Regions from separate parts of the Mus musculus genome. Here regions 2 and 3 are each linked to region 1. Evidence: chromatin contacts called from public promoter capture Hi-C data. All regions are on one chromosome and are shown on one strand. Each heading gives the region's core, a stretch centred on a gene start, on an enhancer-like site or on the middle of the called end of the contact. The rest is flanking DNA. Distances are from core to core; before and after follow the strand shown.

Region 1 (4,878 bases), core at 683-3,182:
GAGAGGAGAAGAGAAGAGAAGAGAAGAGAAGAGAAGAGAAGAGAAGAGAAGAGAAGAGAAGAGAAGAGAAGAGAAGAGGCCCAATCATGTCCTTGGAACTGTTCATCACCATTTTGTTTTTAGGCCTGTGAAAGTGGGTAATGTGATTTGTTTTTTCTTTATAAAATGTGTCTGTGTTTATCCCAAAGAGGCATCCCTTTGCACTGCGTTCACTCTGACAACAGTACATGCTTTGTGACTCTTTGAGAAAAGATCCCGCACCAATCTCTCTTAAGTCTTGTAACCACAGATCAGGCAATGCTGATCTAATTAATTGGACAGTCAAAGCTTTGTTCTCCCTGTTCTGCAGAGGGCTAGGATACCTTTACTTTCTGAGCAAGCATCAATTCACGTTGCCCCGGCTGTTCTCATTCCTCCAGGTTTCCCTGCTCACCTTCCAAAGCCTATCTCTAAATAAAAGTATAGAAACTTCATGTCTTATCTTCTATGCCCCTACTAAAAAATATAGCACATACATTTATAATTTGTAGAAAATTATGTAAGACTGTCCCTTTAAGAGTGAGCTCATCTGAACAGAACACAATGGAAACTTGTGAGGTTACTAATTTCTGGCAATGCCTTGTCTCCATTTTTCCTGTTGTTGTTTTTGCTGTAGGACATGCACTTCTCAAGTTAGTTTGTTTGTTGAGGTTTTTTTTGCTGTTGTTGTTTGGGTCACTTTTCTTTGTACAATGTTCAAGAGATGACTAAGTTGTGGAAGGGCCGAGATGTCATTTTCCTCTGTGGGAATGCTATTTATAGCTACAAGTTGTCTCTTGGCTTCCTCTAAGGGTCCACTGCTATCTGCAACAACAAGCATTAGGTCAATACATCTTTGACTGAACCCTCCCCCATGGCTGTCTACTATGGCTCTCCCTCCCTAGATACCTTACCCTGGGCTGCCTCTGGTTCCAAGACACTTCTGTATCATATCCTAAGTCAGTACTCTGCCCTCTCTGGGCTCTAGAGCACTCTCCTGAATTTTGAAATTCCTGGTATTATCATAACATTTTACAGCTTATTTTAACTTAAGAGTGATATAGTCTTGACACATTTTCATAGCAGTGAATATTATTTAAAAATATGGCTTTAAATGGCTGACTAGCCTATCATGTGGCTTTGAATTAAATACATTTATTGGAAATGTAGAACCCAATTAAAAACTTGGCTGAGGCAAAAGAAGTGGAAACCAATTGAAATAGAACCTACAGACCTCCTGCCCCAGTTTGTTGTTTAGACCCTATAGTACTTCAGTCTGGTTCTTATCTTCCCTTGCTCTAGATTTCTATTTCAGTGGATCCCCCCTAATCGGTTTCCAGAGTATCTCAAATGACTTCTTGAACATCCACTGTGGGTAACCTGCTTGCTTTGAGTACCTGCATGGAATAGCAAATCTCAGTACTTGCTCCAGGCTTGAAAGAGAAAATGTTATCCAGTCACACGGTCTATGTTTAAGATAACTCCCATAAGGCAAACGTCCCTTAGTACATTTGGGTCAAGTTTCCACCTCTGCCCAATCAGGCATCGCTGGAAGGCATCTGACATTGCAGAAGCAGACCTCCCTATGCAGTAGAGAAGGGGCAAACTCTGATATTGTCTGTTACAGACACTCAGTCACAACTAACTGCAGACCAATTCCTGTGTACTCCGTGCTCATCTGAGCTCCCATGCCTCTGTTTCTGCAAGTCGATGCTCTTTCTGCCTCCACTGTCATCCTCCTCCCTAAATGAAACCAAGCCTTTCCTTCATGGTGCACAGTACACAGAATCCCTCTTAGAGACTCGAGGAGCCGCACCGCATGCTTATGCATTTTCATCCCTGGGATGACCCTGCACCTGCACTTGGAAATGAAAGTACCACATAACCAGCTCACTGTGGGTGTTGCCGAAAGAGAGCTGCTGTTAAAGTCTCTGAACGACAGCAAGCGGTTACATTTACTTGTCAAGGTTGTAGGGTTGAACCTAGCAGATAGCAAAGTACTCTGGAAGTACTAATTACTATCATTAATCTGATTATGAATGCCGATTAAGGAAGAACTATAAAATTATAATTTTATAATAAATATTATCTCTCAAGAGGCAGCGAATTATATAGAAACCTCCTACAGTTGGCATGGACTGTCCTGACCTCCTCTCTGTTTTACAAACATGTCAAGCACACTCCTTCATTTGAAAGCCCTTGACTTTCTGGTCCCTTTTACTTTTGTGAGTCTCTCAGTGGCTCATTAATTACCTCATCTAGATCTCTGCTCAGTTTTTACCTCCTCGAAGGCAGCTTTCTGTGTCTCTCCAGAAAGTGGCTCTCCCTAATCTCTAACCTGCAGGCTTTATTTTTCCTTGGCAATCATTATACTTTCTCCATACGGCTGGTATGTTCTACATATGCCATCTTGGCAGAGAAGCTTTGGGACAAAACATTAGTCTCTCTTTTTCTCATCACTCAGTCTGTAGTGCCTGTAACGGTATATTTTGTATGCCCTTAACAACAGCAGCTACTTCCCTAGTGCATCCAAATACCCAATCGACGCTTGCTGAGTTGAGATAACTAGGTAAATCAAAAGTGCAGGCAGCTCTGAACTGGAAGCTTCCCTCAGAGTGAGGAAGGAGTGACTGCAAGGACTCCATGATTTCACAGAGCTTCAGTTTGTGAAGTCTGTTCAGTAGATTTTTTTTTTTTTTTTTTTTTTTTTTTTGGTTTCTTCTTCCCTAACTTCAAGCTTTCTAGAGACACCTAGTGGCCTCCGGGGACACTGCTCAAAGTTGCAGAAGGCTTTTGAGTGGAGTTTGGGGGCACTTTGTTTAAAATATTCTCAAAATATTTCTGTCAGTCGGTCTGTCCATCTGTCTGTCTGTCTCTCTCACTCTCTTGCTCTGTATGTGCCTGTCTCTCTTTATCTGTCTATCTCTCTGTGTAAGTGTACATGTGTGTAAAATATATGCATATTCACATATATACACAAATATATCCTTCACAGTCCTGAGAAACAACATTTATTTTTACCTTTATTTCCCTTAAAGATGACAATTTTGAGTTTGAGGAAGTTTGTTCAATGCCCCAAAACCAGAAAACAGTAATGAGAGACTAAAATCTGAAGTGGAAACTTTAAAGGGTTTTTGGAAAATCATTCACGTTGAATGGTGTTTTGCTGGGGCAAACACATGAAGGGACGTTTCATTAAAGTGGATACACATGAAAGGCTAAGGCAGACTCGTGAAGGAACGTTTCACTGAAGCAGACACAGGAGAGAGGATGTTCTGCTAAAGCAAGCACATGAAAGGACACGTGATGAAGGATTCTTTGCTAACAACACACATGTATTGGTCCATCTTACATTGCATAGTTGAACTGCATTTGTCAGGATACCATACAGAGAAATACACCAAAAAAGTTCTGGTGGTATGCTACAGTTTATTGCTACTTCTTTGGACTCAGGCTGATTGGGAAAGTGATGTCAGCTGAGACAGACTCACATGCTGAGGCAAAACTCATGGAGGACACAGGAGGTTTGGAGGACGTATAAAGAGGACTCAACCACCAGTGACAGAGGCAGAGCTAGGCTTGCTTATGGAGCTAGCTTGTGCAACCCTTGTTGGTCTCTAGTCTGCACTGATCTTTACTGAGAGAGGCACAGCCAAGAACTTCTCCTGATGTTCCTCCTGGTCCCTCTTGTTGACTTGTGCCAGGCGGAGGCCTGGCTATCTCTGCTAGATCACATCACTGCTGTTGCTAACCCAATTCTGCCAAGCTGGACTGCTGGTGTATCTGTGAAATGTTTGCAAATGGATCAAGCTGCTGCTGCTGACCTGTGAACTGAACTGCGGATTTCCAAACAATACAGACGGGAGTTGCTCCAAAGAACCCTTCTTAAACAGGTCCACTTCCCGGGTATCCTTTCTTTTCCACTATCTCTGGAGGGTGGTGAGCTAGAAAGGAGTTTAAATCGTTTAAGAACCACCGTTAAAAATAGATCTTAAAAAAATTAAAGTTACAAGCAAGTACCCCACTCAAGTTCTTGATTCAAGGGAACAGTGGGACTGTAGCTCTGAAAAGGTACAGCAGTCTTCCGGGATCATCTGCAAAGTTCTCTTGAGGTCAGCATTCCAGGCCCTGAGAAAAGACATAAGTAGTGCACCCATGGATGCAGTAATAAAATACGGCACACGTGATGCATCATATTATGCTTAGGGAAGCCAAAGCCATGAACTCGATGTATTAGAAGATGGGGACTTTTGAATGAATCACATTACTGTCTCATTCAGTCATTGAATTCAGACCTATACTGATGGTGGAGAGGCAGTGTGGAGTAGTGGGGAAAGCATGTCTTTTGGTCACCGGTGCTGCACTGAGATGAACGTCAAGAGATGAACGAGCCAAGTTCCTGCCTTCCTTCCCATCCCTAAAAATGAAGAAAATAATATCTACTTTTCAAAAGTTTTCTAAACCATAAGTAAGGCTGAATCTTCTAGGATAATAGTAACCTACAACAGTACTTATTATTGCTAATATTGAATCTCTACACCACACCTTCAAATAAATTCTTTCCTTGGAACCTGCCAGAATACCTGGCCGCCGTTTTCGGCTCTTGCTGACACGTGTGACATATCTGATAGGAAGCTCAGTCGCACTGTGAGTTGCTCATCCTGGATGTTCAAGCAGCCCACCTCCCCTCTACGTCCCCGGAGCATAATTGAAAAGTGCAATCTAAGCGAATACTATAAAACACAGGCATACCTAGTCATCTGCTTAGAACTGGACAATTGTTACAGTCAGGAACAATAAAGCAAACCTGAAATGTGAATAAAAGCTCATCAAAGGGTAATGCTTTAGCATTGTGTATGA
Region 2 (4,878 bases), core at 1,582-4,081, 880 kb before region 1:
CCATTTCACCCATCACTCCAGTTCTTCAGTACTCTGCCTAAGTCCACGAGGCATTCTCTTTGTATTCAGATGTAATCAGCCAAAATTTATTCTTGGGCTCACAAAAAAGAAAAGAAAACAAACAAAAAACATGTATCTGAAAGCAGGACATGGCAGAGTAAATGCGTAGGAAAAATTCACCAATAACCTGATCAAAATCATTAGAATTTATTAATGTGACATCCACTAATATCCAATGTAGTTGAGTCTGTTAGAGTTCTATATTAAAATGAGTTAAACTAAAAAATAAAATTGTAGCTAATTCCAACTTTTATGCAAGGTTTTTGGTTTCTAAAAACAAAGAAAAAAAGGGAATACTAGATTAGGCCTAATTAAACCTAAGAAGCCTCCTTATTTTGAGGAAAATTAATATTAATTTTTACCACGTTAAGCTACTCACAACTATTCTCTCCAGTAGTGTATTTTTTTTTCATGGCAATTACTGAATTCTCAATGCAAACATAAAATGAGGGCTTGGGGTAGAACTCAGTGGTAAAATACTTGCCTAGCATATGAGGCCCTGGGTTCAAGCTCCAATACTATAAAAAAGTTATTAAACAACTTACAGTAGCTATAAGGGACATATGTATGACAGTGCATGTATGTGTATGCATGCACGATGCACACACATGCATGCACTCACAAATACACACACACACACTCTCCCGAGATATCTAGTTGCTAACAAATATACTTAGGATCACAATTAGACTTCAATTAGTACTTCAACCAACAAAAACTACCTTGACAACTTACATTTGCCTAAGATATACAACCTTTTATTCAGCACCAACACCTGATTCAAAAACTAGTAATATGTCTGTGACTTCTAGGCATATCTGTTTATGCAACTCAAAGAGTAGCTCTCAAAGTACATCAAGAAATACATGTAACATTTTCAAGTCCACGAGTCCTCTTTGAAAACTATTTTCTGAACTCCTTCCTAAAACTTTTCTTAGGAAATACAGCCTACACTGTATGTGTGAAGACAAAGTACCTAGAATGGTGTTCTTCTTCAATGACCTCTGAACTTATCTTGACTTTAGTGGGCAGGACTACAGGATGCAAAGCACAGCAGCACATTACATATGGAGGCTCCACAACCAACAGAAATTATCTTTTCCTTTGTTCTTTTATTAATGCCATCCTAAAACACGTAGAGAAATTTGACCCTTCAAAGGATAGTTTGGGTTCCTTTCATAATCTTTTTCATATAATTTCATCCAGTGGCCTTATTTTATCATCTTATCAATATTTGCAAACTAGTTATAAATCTTAACGTTGCTGATGTCACTTTTATATCACCCAAAGTCTTGGAAGGGTTGGCCATTAGCACGCCTACAACACCAGCACAGACAATAATCATGTTTTTATTACATGAGGGAGCTTGCCTTTGCCCTCCCTTCATCTCCAGTCGTGCCCTTGCCTACCAGCATCACATCCGTCTTGTCTGCATTGAACCTCAACCAGTTGGTTCTTAACCACGTCCGAAACTCAGCCAGGCACTGGGAGAATCGAGCCACCACACCATCTGGATTAAAGGAAAGAAAGCCTCAGTAGCAAAGAGACAGAGACAGTTACCTCAAGCTCACTCAGTCTCACATTTTCAAAAGATGTCCCAGAACCAGGTCAACCGCCCCGTGGGAATTTCAGCAAAATGAAACAAAGATTGAGTCCTGCAATTTATAAGCAATGCTAAAGATTACAAAGAACCCAATAATTACATTTCTGTATTTCACCCATGATTTGAGAAAAGTCTAGTCAATTCCGGGTCATCTCCGTTAAGCGGTCTTAGAAACCTAGCTGGTCTTAAAATTGCCTAAGGTCTTCTGCAAAATTACAAAAATTGAGGTTTAATAGAAAAACTGAAGCCCTCCCCGGGAGTGGGGGAAGAGACTTGCCCAAGGTCACACAACATGCAAGGACCAGAGATGGGAACCAGGCCAGCAAGCATCTACATTACAAGCTAAAAGAATAAGGCCACTCGCGGGGGAGATAGGCACTGGGAGCGGCTGGTTCCCTGCAATGCTGTCTCTGAGTCTCTCGCCCCTCTAGCTCCCTCCGACAACGGCAGGTTGACCCAGGTTGCGCCTATCACCTCAAGGGATGCTCTGCTAAGAGAGCCAACCTCAACTGGCTGGACAGCTAGAGAAATCAGGGGCACAGAGGTGGAGCCACGGGGGAGTGGCCAGGAAGCCACACCCCTGCCGCGGAGCGAGGGCCGACCGAAAAGGGCGGGAGCTGGCCTGCCCGCCCCGCAAACTCACTCCGCAGCGTAATCCCGGCGCGCCGCGGAAGCGGCGAAGATTGGGCGCCGCCGCCGCCACCGCGAAGGCCGAAAGACCGGGGAGGGGCGGGGCGGAAACTACGCATGCGCGCCAGACGGCAGCGCCTCCAAGCCGCCAGCCCTCCCGGTACACTCGGGCAGCCCCGCCCCGGAAGTTAGGAGTCTTCCGGGCGGCGCTCTCCCGTGGGGGGAGGGGAAGTGGGGAAAAGGAGACTGCGAGCGCCCCTGGGGCCCCGGTTCCCGATCGAAGGATGGGTAAGATGGTCTGTGGAGGCTGCACTTACAGCCGCCGCTGCTGCCGCCGCCTCCGCTGCTGCCGCCGCCGCCTGGAGACGCCCCATCCATCCGCCTGCAGCCGGGAGACTCGCAGCCTGGGAGGGGCCTAGGGCCTGGGCCGCCCGCCTCCTCCGAATCGTCGCCCGAGCTTCCTCCAGCTCCACCAACCCTCTACCCTCCCCTCCGCCTCCGCCCTCCTCCTCCACCTCGAGCGGCCAGCCAACCGCGCGGCCGCTTCTTGAGCCAGGCTCCGCGGTCGCCATGGCGCCCGGCAAACATTCCTGAGCTGCTGAGCGGGCAGTTGGGAGTCCGGGCATCGCCGAACCTGCTGGGGAAGGGGGCGCCGAGCCCTGGTCTAAAAAGTCACCACCATGCATAGCTCTCCGACGAGCACCCGCAAGCAGGCCAGCTTCGCCGCGTAAGTTCCGCACTAGATCCGTGTGGCCCGTTCCTCTAGATCCCGGAGAGACAGCCAGCCCTTCGGTTTGGAAAGGGGTTCCCAACGCATTCGATCCCGCGGAGCCCCCCAGGCAGCGCCGGATCCTCTGGCTTGATTCGGTCTGTGTAAAAACTCCCGCTGCCGTGCTAGACCGGAGTTTGTCGAGGACCACCCTGCCTATTTCTTCCAAGCGCTTTTTCTTGTATTCTTTCATTAGGTCTCTCAACTTCCAAGCTGTCTCGTGTTCTGGCTCCTTGGTCTCTGAGCAACCAAAGCTAATTTTAATATGTACGCCAGCAGAGGATTTTTTTTTTTCATCTCTTTCTGCCAGCTTACCTTAAGACTCTTAACTGCTTAGTTCATGCCGCTAAGCTAGGAGAAAGGCCCAAAGATAATGTGGACTCGTGTGGCGTTGAACTTGGAAGTGGTTTGAATTTTCATTAAAATATTCCCCCTTTCATGCTCGAACATTTCAGTGGTTTTGCGGTCTTCCCAGAGCAGCCACATCTTTTCTTCCAACATCCTCTCAGCTAATTCGCCCTTTGAACTTACTGAAAGTTCTGAGGAGAGAGCCTTGCATTTGCCCTTGAGTTAAGTGCTCAGCCTTACATCGCTTCTCCGAAAAAGCGCTTTCCAATAGCTTACAACAGTCGGTTGGCACTTTAGTTGTTAACTAGCCAGTCACCAGCTTTGATCTAAATGACCACTTACTTTACTGAGTTTTGAAATGCTTCAGTTAGCTAATAGGACATTTTTCAATCTTCACTAGGCTCGTGGCTAGTTTCTGCTGTTATGTATCAATGTCTGTTTGTGTTTATAGATCAGGGTCTTTCGCCCTGTGTAGCCCTGGCTGATATGGAACTGGTTTGAAAGTGCTGGGATTAAATAAAGGCTTGGGCCACCTGGCCTGGCCTTCTTTTTCAAAATAGTTTACTAATCTGTCTCCTTCCTAAATATGTGTTGTGGAGGCAGGTGGTTCACTTCGTTGTTGCCTTGTGCCTTTCAAAGTTAAGTATATGCATGATTCACAAGTTTTCTTATCTCTTCAAGATCTCTCTCAAGAAAACAAAACTGAAGCAATTACACCCAGTGTGCTCGAAATTCATCCTCAGCGCTGTAATTTACTGCCCCTTTGTTTCCAGTCCGCAGCCATCCCAGTTCATTAAACTGCAACCCTTGCACTTCCTCGGTATGGGTCCTGCATCTTTACTGCCAAGCATTGAGGGCCACTTCACTTCGTCAAGTAGCTGTGCTCTCCAGACCTAACAGTCATTTCTGCATTGGAATAGCTGGCTGAATCGTCTGCTTGCCAACACCCTCCACATAGTAGTCTGCACAAAACTTCCTTAAGCTTTTCCCTTTCCCTCTGAGCTCCCTTTCTTCCAAGTCCCCACGGGATCTGGCTTTGGATTATGCCCCTTGAGTATGATGTAACATCCCGCAGCACGCACACACACGCACATATACACACACATAGGCCAGGAACGCTATTACGCTTCGAGTTTATCCCCATGAGTATATTATATTCTCCAGGTTTTTTTTTTTCCTTAGTTTTTCAAGACAGGGTTTCTGGAACTCTCTGTAAACCAGGCTGGCTCTAATTCACAGAGATCTTCCTGCCTCTGCCTCCAACCTCTTGGGATTGTGGGTGTGCCCCCCCCCCCCCCAGCTCATATTATGTCCTCTTTTGTTTTGTGCACTGCTGTAGACTCTTACCTAGAATGGAGAACATCTTTAGTACACATTGGTAAACTGAACAAATAAGTAGATACATACACATTTGTAGCTTGTTACTTAAGTTTTTTTCCTTGCTTAATTTCTGTTTTGCCTTTATGGA
Region 3 (4,878 bases), core at 1,153-3,652, 780 kb before region 1:
GCAGCAAACACACACATAAAATAAAAATAAATCTCAAGACTATGATCTGTAAGAGACTTTCTTAGAGAATGAAAATACAGTTGGCCTTTTGAAAGAAGGTCAATCCAAGCGACCCCATCAATCACCTGGATAGGATAAGTCCCTCAGGAAAAGCTGCCTGGCTAGAGGCTTTGTAAGTAGTAAAAGCCTTCCTGAATTATAGCTCACAGAAGTCTTAGGTGCTTGACTGTGTTCCAATGGCGGCCCTCACAGCCATGTGCCTATGGACACCACTAATTAGATTCAGTGGGTTATTAAAAAAAAGAAAAGAAAGAAAGAAAGAGGCAAGAAGTTACAAGGGAGCACAAGAGGGGAGGGGCAGAGCCAAAGAAGAGTTCAAGCTGGAAGCAGGGAGCTCGTGATCAAAGTTCACCGCACATAAGTATGAAATTCCCAAAGAAAGCACAAATATTGTGTGTTTAAAATTGAAATGAAATGTAGGCCAGTATAGTTGCAGCCATCCTGGCTGGAGGGAAGATATTTTTAAGAGAAGAAATACTTGCTCTCCTCCCACTGGCTATCAGATTCTTGAGCAATGAATGCCAAAGGATTAGCATTTTCTCAGGCAGGGCTTGCTGCAGGAAGGGAGCTTGCAGGACTTGCTGTTGTCTGAAGCCCTGCTGTTAGCGGAGGCTCTTCCTTCCGAGGAATGTTACAGAGCTTTGACAGTGGATCTGGTGTCAGCTGATGAACAGGATCACGTCTCTTCCAGTTTCATATGCATTCCTCTACCTGTCCCCCCCATCTAACCCTAACCCTCACGTACCCCAAGGCAGACTCAGGCTGCTTATCTGCTCCTCCTCCCAGTGTGGCCACACTGAACACACCTCCTTTCTCTGCTTTTTGTTTTGTTTCTTGAACGGACATATTGGGAATAGAGGGGGAGTTTGAGCCTCGTTCATCCATCGGGGCTGCATGGACAGAGACTTTGACCCCAGCTACTTTTGCACACACGATGATTCCTCAGGCTGTGTCCAACCTCACCCCCTGAGACTGGGCTTTCATGTCCAGTAAACTGCATGTGTTCTACACTATGTGTGCTTTATTTGATTTTTTTTTTTTTTTTTTAGTTTTTTAAAAGAATTTTGTATAATATATTTTGATCATTTTTACCCACCTCCCCTAATTCTTCCCAGATCTCATATATATATTTGTGCTGCTCATATACCACTCTTGGACATGTGATCTTTCACTGGCATGCAGTTGACCTTCCAGGGGTCAAGCCTTTAAAAAGTATGACCATTAATTGCCAATAGCTCCTTAGTTAAGGGGAGGATTTTTTTTCAATTTTTAATAGATATTTTCTTTATTTACATTTCAAATGTTATCCCCTTTCCTGGTTTCCCCTCCGAAAACCCCCATCCCCTCTCCCCTCCCCCTGCTCACCAACCCACCCATTCCTGCTTCCTGGCTCTGGCATTCCCCTATCCTGGGGCATAGAACCTTCACAGGACCATGGGAAGGGAAGAATTTTTGCCCACCTACCATGTCCACACTGAAATTTTGGTTTGAGTCTTGTACATGCTGTGTCAACTGCTGTGTGTTCACACATGTAACTGCTCTGCTTTGTCCCCAGAACACTGTTTCCTTATAGTCACCTACCTCCTCTGCCTCTGACACTCTTTCCGCTCCTTCTACAATGTCCCCTGAGCCTTTGGAGGAAGAGCTATGATATAGATGTCCCATTAATGGCCAAGCACTCCAAAGTCCCTCATTTTTTACACCTTGACCAGCTGTGGGTCTCCATATTAATTGGCATCTAGTGCCAAAGCAAGCTTCTCTGGTGAGGGTTGAGAGATGCACTGGTCAATGGGCATAATGATAAGTGTGTGTGTGTGCGTGCGCGCACACACACACACACACACACACACATGCATACTCACACACATGCACAAACACACACACATACACACACATGCACACATACAAACACACACATGCACAAACACACATAAACGCACGCACACACATGCATACACATGCACACACACATGCACAAACATACACACACGCACACACACACACACACTCAAATTAATCTTTAAAACACAAAACAAAAATACTAAAGTTATCTTAAAAGGTTATTAAAATAATCTTCCATTTTCAACTTGATGCTTATGACAAGCTGACATTATTATATGTCAACCAGCGAAATGTGCAGCAGCAGCAGACGATTTTATGGAGCCAGACAGTGTGGGTTGCAGCTGTGCAGCTGCTTGTTCAGGGCTGAAACATCCCCTCGCGGAAGGGGATGCAGAAAAACAAGAAGCTTACAGGTAAGTGGCAGGAACTTATAAGGCTCATGAAGCCGCTTCCTGAAGGTGTAGCCGTAAATAAATGCCAGGGGAGGAGATCTGATGCTGCAGAAGGTGGGAAGCTATGCAGGGAATGTAGCTCTAGTGTGTTGTCATGGTGATGCAGCTGCCTGGAAGTCACCCCTCGCTCAAGCTGTGATAGCAGGTACCAAGCAAGTCTTTGGCTCACCAGCTGGGTTTTGATGACTTTATTTACTTATTTATTTTTTTTGGCCTGTTGTTTGTCTATTTGGGTTTGCATAGACTCTTTCCAGTCTCCCTAGGAAGAGTCATACAACACTTGGCAAAATGCAAAGCAACATTGCTCCACCTACTAATTGTTTTTATTATGTAAAATAGTTTTGATGAAATACAATATTTGTAATAACATGTAATGGTGTTATTTTAAAATGTCATTTTTTAAAAAATTTCTATTTTAAATATTAATAGGTTTCTCCATATAAACAAATGCTCCTTGAAATTCTTTGAAATTTCTAGATATATATGTGTGTGTGTGTGTGTGTGCGTGCACACCTGCATACACACGTGCATACATGGGGATGTGTATGGATGTGTGTCTGTCGTGGCATATGGGGGTCAGAGGACAACCTGAGGAGTCAGGTCTCTCCTTTCATCATGGAGGTCCCAGAATTACACTCTGGTTGTCAGGGTGGGCTTCTGCACACTGAACCATCTTGATGGCCCACATGCACATTTTTTATCCAGTATGTATTTATTACCATTTATCATATAATAAATATTTGTCATAATTATAACTTTATTGTTATAAATGTATAATTTAAGTATATTAAAAACAAAACAAAGAAAGTTGGGCCTAGTCTTTTTACTTATACCCCATAGGATTCTGTTTTGAGGGGAAAAACAATAGCCTATAATTAAGATTAGGAAATGCAAACAGAAAGGAGTTTAAAACACAGTAAGTATAAAAACAACACACTTGACTTGCCTCTGTTTGCTTCTGAGTAAGACAAGCACTGCTGAGAGTTGCTCATGGGCCAGGGTCTAGCTCCGCTCATCTGGAGCAGGAGCAGATCTGCCAGCTCTCATCTCTGCCCATCGCCTCCTCCTGTCTCCATGCCTTTACCCTTGAAGGGGGACAAGACAGGCAAATATAGGTCACAGATATAGGCCACTCATCATGTGGTGTTTCCTGAGTGGTTGACACGCCTGGGTGAATGGGCACAAATCTGAACCTAGCTTTAAAGCAGAAGGGATAGCTTTCTCCTACTTTCTCATCTGCTGGGCATCAGTAGATCCAAGAGTCGGAGCTTCTTGCAAAAGACATTCCTAGTATCTGTTTCAAAGCATTTTAAAAGAAATGTATAACTTATTTTTACTTTATGTTCATTGGTGCTTCACCTGGATGTAAATCTATGGGGTGTCAGAAGCCCTGGAACTGGAGTTGCAGACAGACGTGAGCTGCCATGTGGGTGCTGGGAACTGAACCTGGGACCTCTGGAAGAGCAACCAATGCTCTTAACAGAGCCATCTCTCCAGCCCCACAAAGTATATGTATGTGTGTGTGTTATATATATATATATATATATATATATATATATATATAATTTGATTTGTCATTATTTCTTTACAGTGTTCTTACTTGAATCTCATCTCAGACTGAGTTAACCCCATCATATGGATTAGGAAAAGTCTCATCTTAAACTCTAGACTCTACTTCATTCAGTAAGTGGATCCTTTGCAACATTTGACTTGTGCTTGTAAACTGAGATGCCAGCAAGCACTTTAGCTATGTTTCCTAACAATTTTAAATCTATACTCTCAAAGTAAAGTGAACTAAAGTGAATGTATTTGTATAATTCATTCGCAGATATACCATCTTTTTCTTTAGTTTCAAAATGACTTACTTCATATAAATTTATAAAGTGACTTCCCAGCACCCACGAAGCAAAATCAGACCGAGTATGTTTTGTAGTTAGATGCTCCACCATGGTCATGTGTTGGAAACAAAGTGGACTCCCCTTTCTGGTTATACTGGTTTCTTGCCTTGGTAGGTACAGAAATAAGTTGGTGTTGGATGGAGAACCACAGGTTTCAAGTTAGAGCCTGCCTTTAAAAGAGAAAAGACTGCAGCATAGTGGAGCTGGCAGGGAAAGAAGCTGAAAGCTACCCCAGAACTTTACGGAGACTTTCAGCAGACTTGGTTCTTCTCAGTTCACCCTCCGGAGGTTTGCACATTTCTGAATGAACTCTTAAGTCCAAATGGTTAAGAAGGAAGCAAGGAATGGGCAGTGGTAGGCAACATCACTGTCAGGAAACAGGAAAGTCCTGATGCGGGCCCAGCCCTCTGCACGAAAGATGCATAAGAACAAAGAGAGATAGCCCTGGAAGCAAAATTTGGAACAGATAGTACCATGAAAGATGTGGATTTAAGAGAAAACTGCCACTGAAAGATGGTAGTTTGAATATTTGGAAGAAAAAATCTACAGGCATATTATGGTGATAAGAAATTGCAGAAGTGTCGAGGTTCAGTTTTTTGCTGTGTATTATAATGCTAAGTGTGTTG

Evidence for each region. Promoter capture Hi-C pulls out the DNA fragments that hold promoters and counts their contacts.
Region 2: a contact with region 1 is called in a promoter capture Hi-C map of cranial neural crest, with 4 times the contacts expected there. The contact joins the promoter of Wdr78 here to the enhancer-like site in region 1. A contact is called at or near these places in 6 of 39 promoter capture datasets (cranial neural crest, frontonasal cranial neural crest, hippocampal neurons and 3 more), 5 of 115 datasets of contacts at active chromatin or transcription factors (astrocytes, bone marrow-derived macrophages, embryonic forebrain and 2 more) and 1 of 9 other capture datasets (embryonic stem cells).
Region 3: a contact with region 1 is called in a promoter capture Hi-C map of neutrophils, with 4 times the contacts expected there. The contact joins the promoter of BB031773 here to the enhancer-like site in region 1. A contact is called at or near these places in 4 of 39 promoter capture datasets (the C10 cell line, cranial neural crest, hippocampal neurons and 1 more), 1 of 484 Hi-C or Micro-C datasets (liver) and 1 of 9 other capture datasets (macrophages).

Annotation. Positions count from the first base shown.
Region 1 is chr4:102,227,010-102,231,887 of GRCm38.p6, reverse strand. It overlaps a transcript of Pde4b not described here. Among named protein-coding and RNA genes, the nearest start is that of Pde4b, 25 kb to the left of the region's middle. Within about 2 kb of position 1,932, at least 15 of the 459 cell types and tissues checked have an H3K27ac peak or open chromatin away from gene starts, as enhancers often do.
Region 2 is chr4:103,112,252-103,117,129 of GRCm38.p6, reverse strand. It overlaps Wdr78 (WD repeat domain 78), which reads left to right and starts at 2,831. Exons shown (of 17, transcript NM_146254.4): 1 at 2,831-3,020. The coding sequence starts at 2,974. It also overlaps a transcript of Mier1 not described here.
Region 3 is chr4:103,009,489-103,014,366 of GRCm38.p6, reverse strand. It overlaps BB031773 (expressed sequence BB031773), which reads left to right and starts at 2,402. Exons shown (of 4, transcript NR_028391.1): 1 at 2,402-2,499; 2 at 3,946-4,037.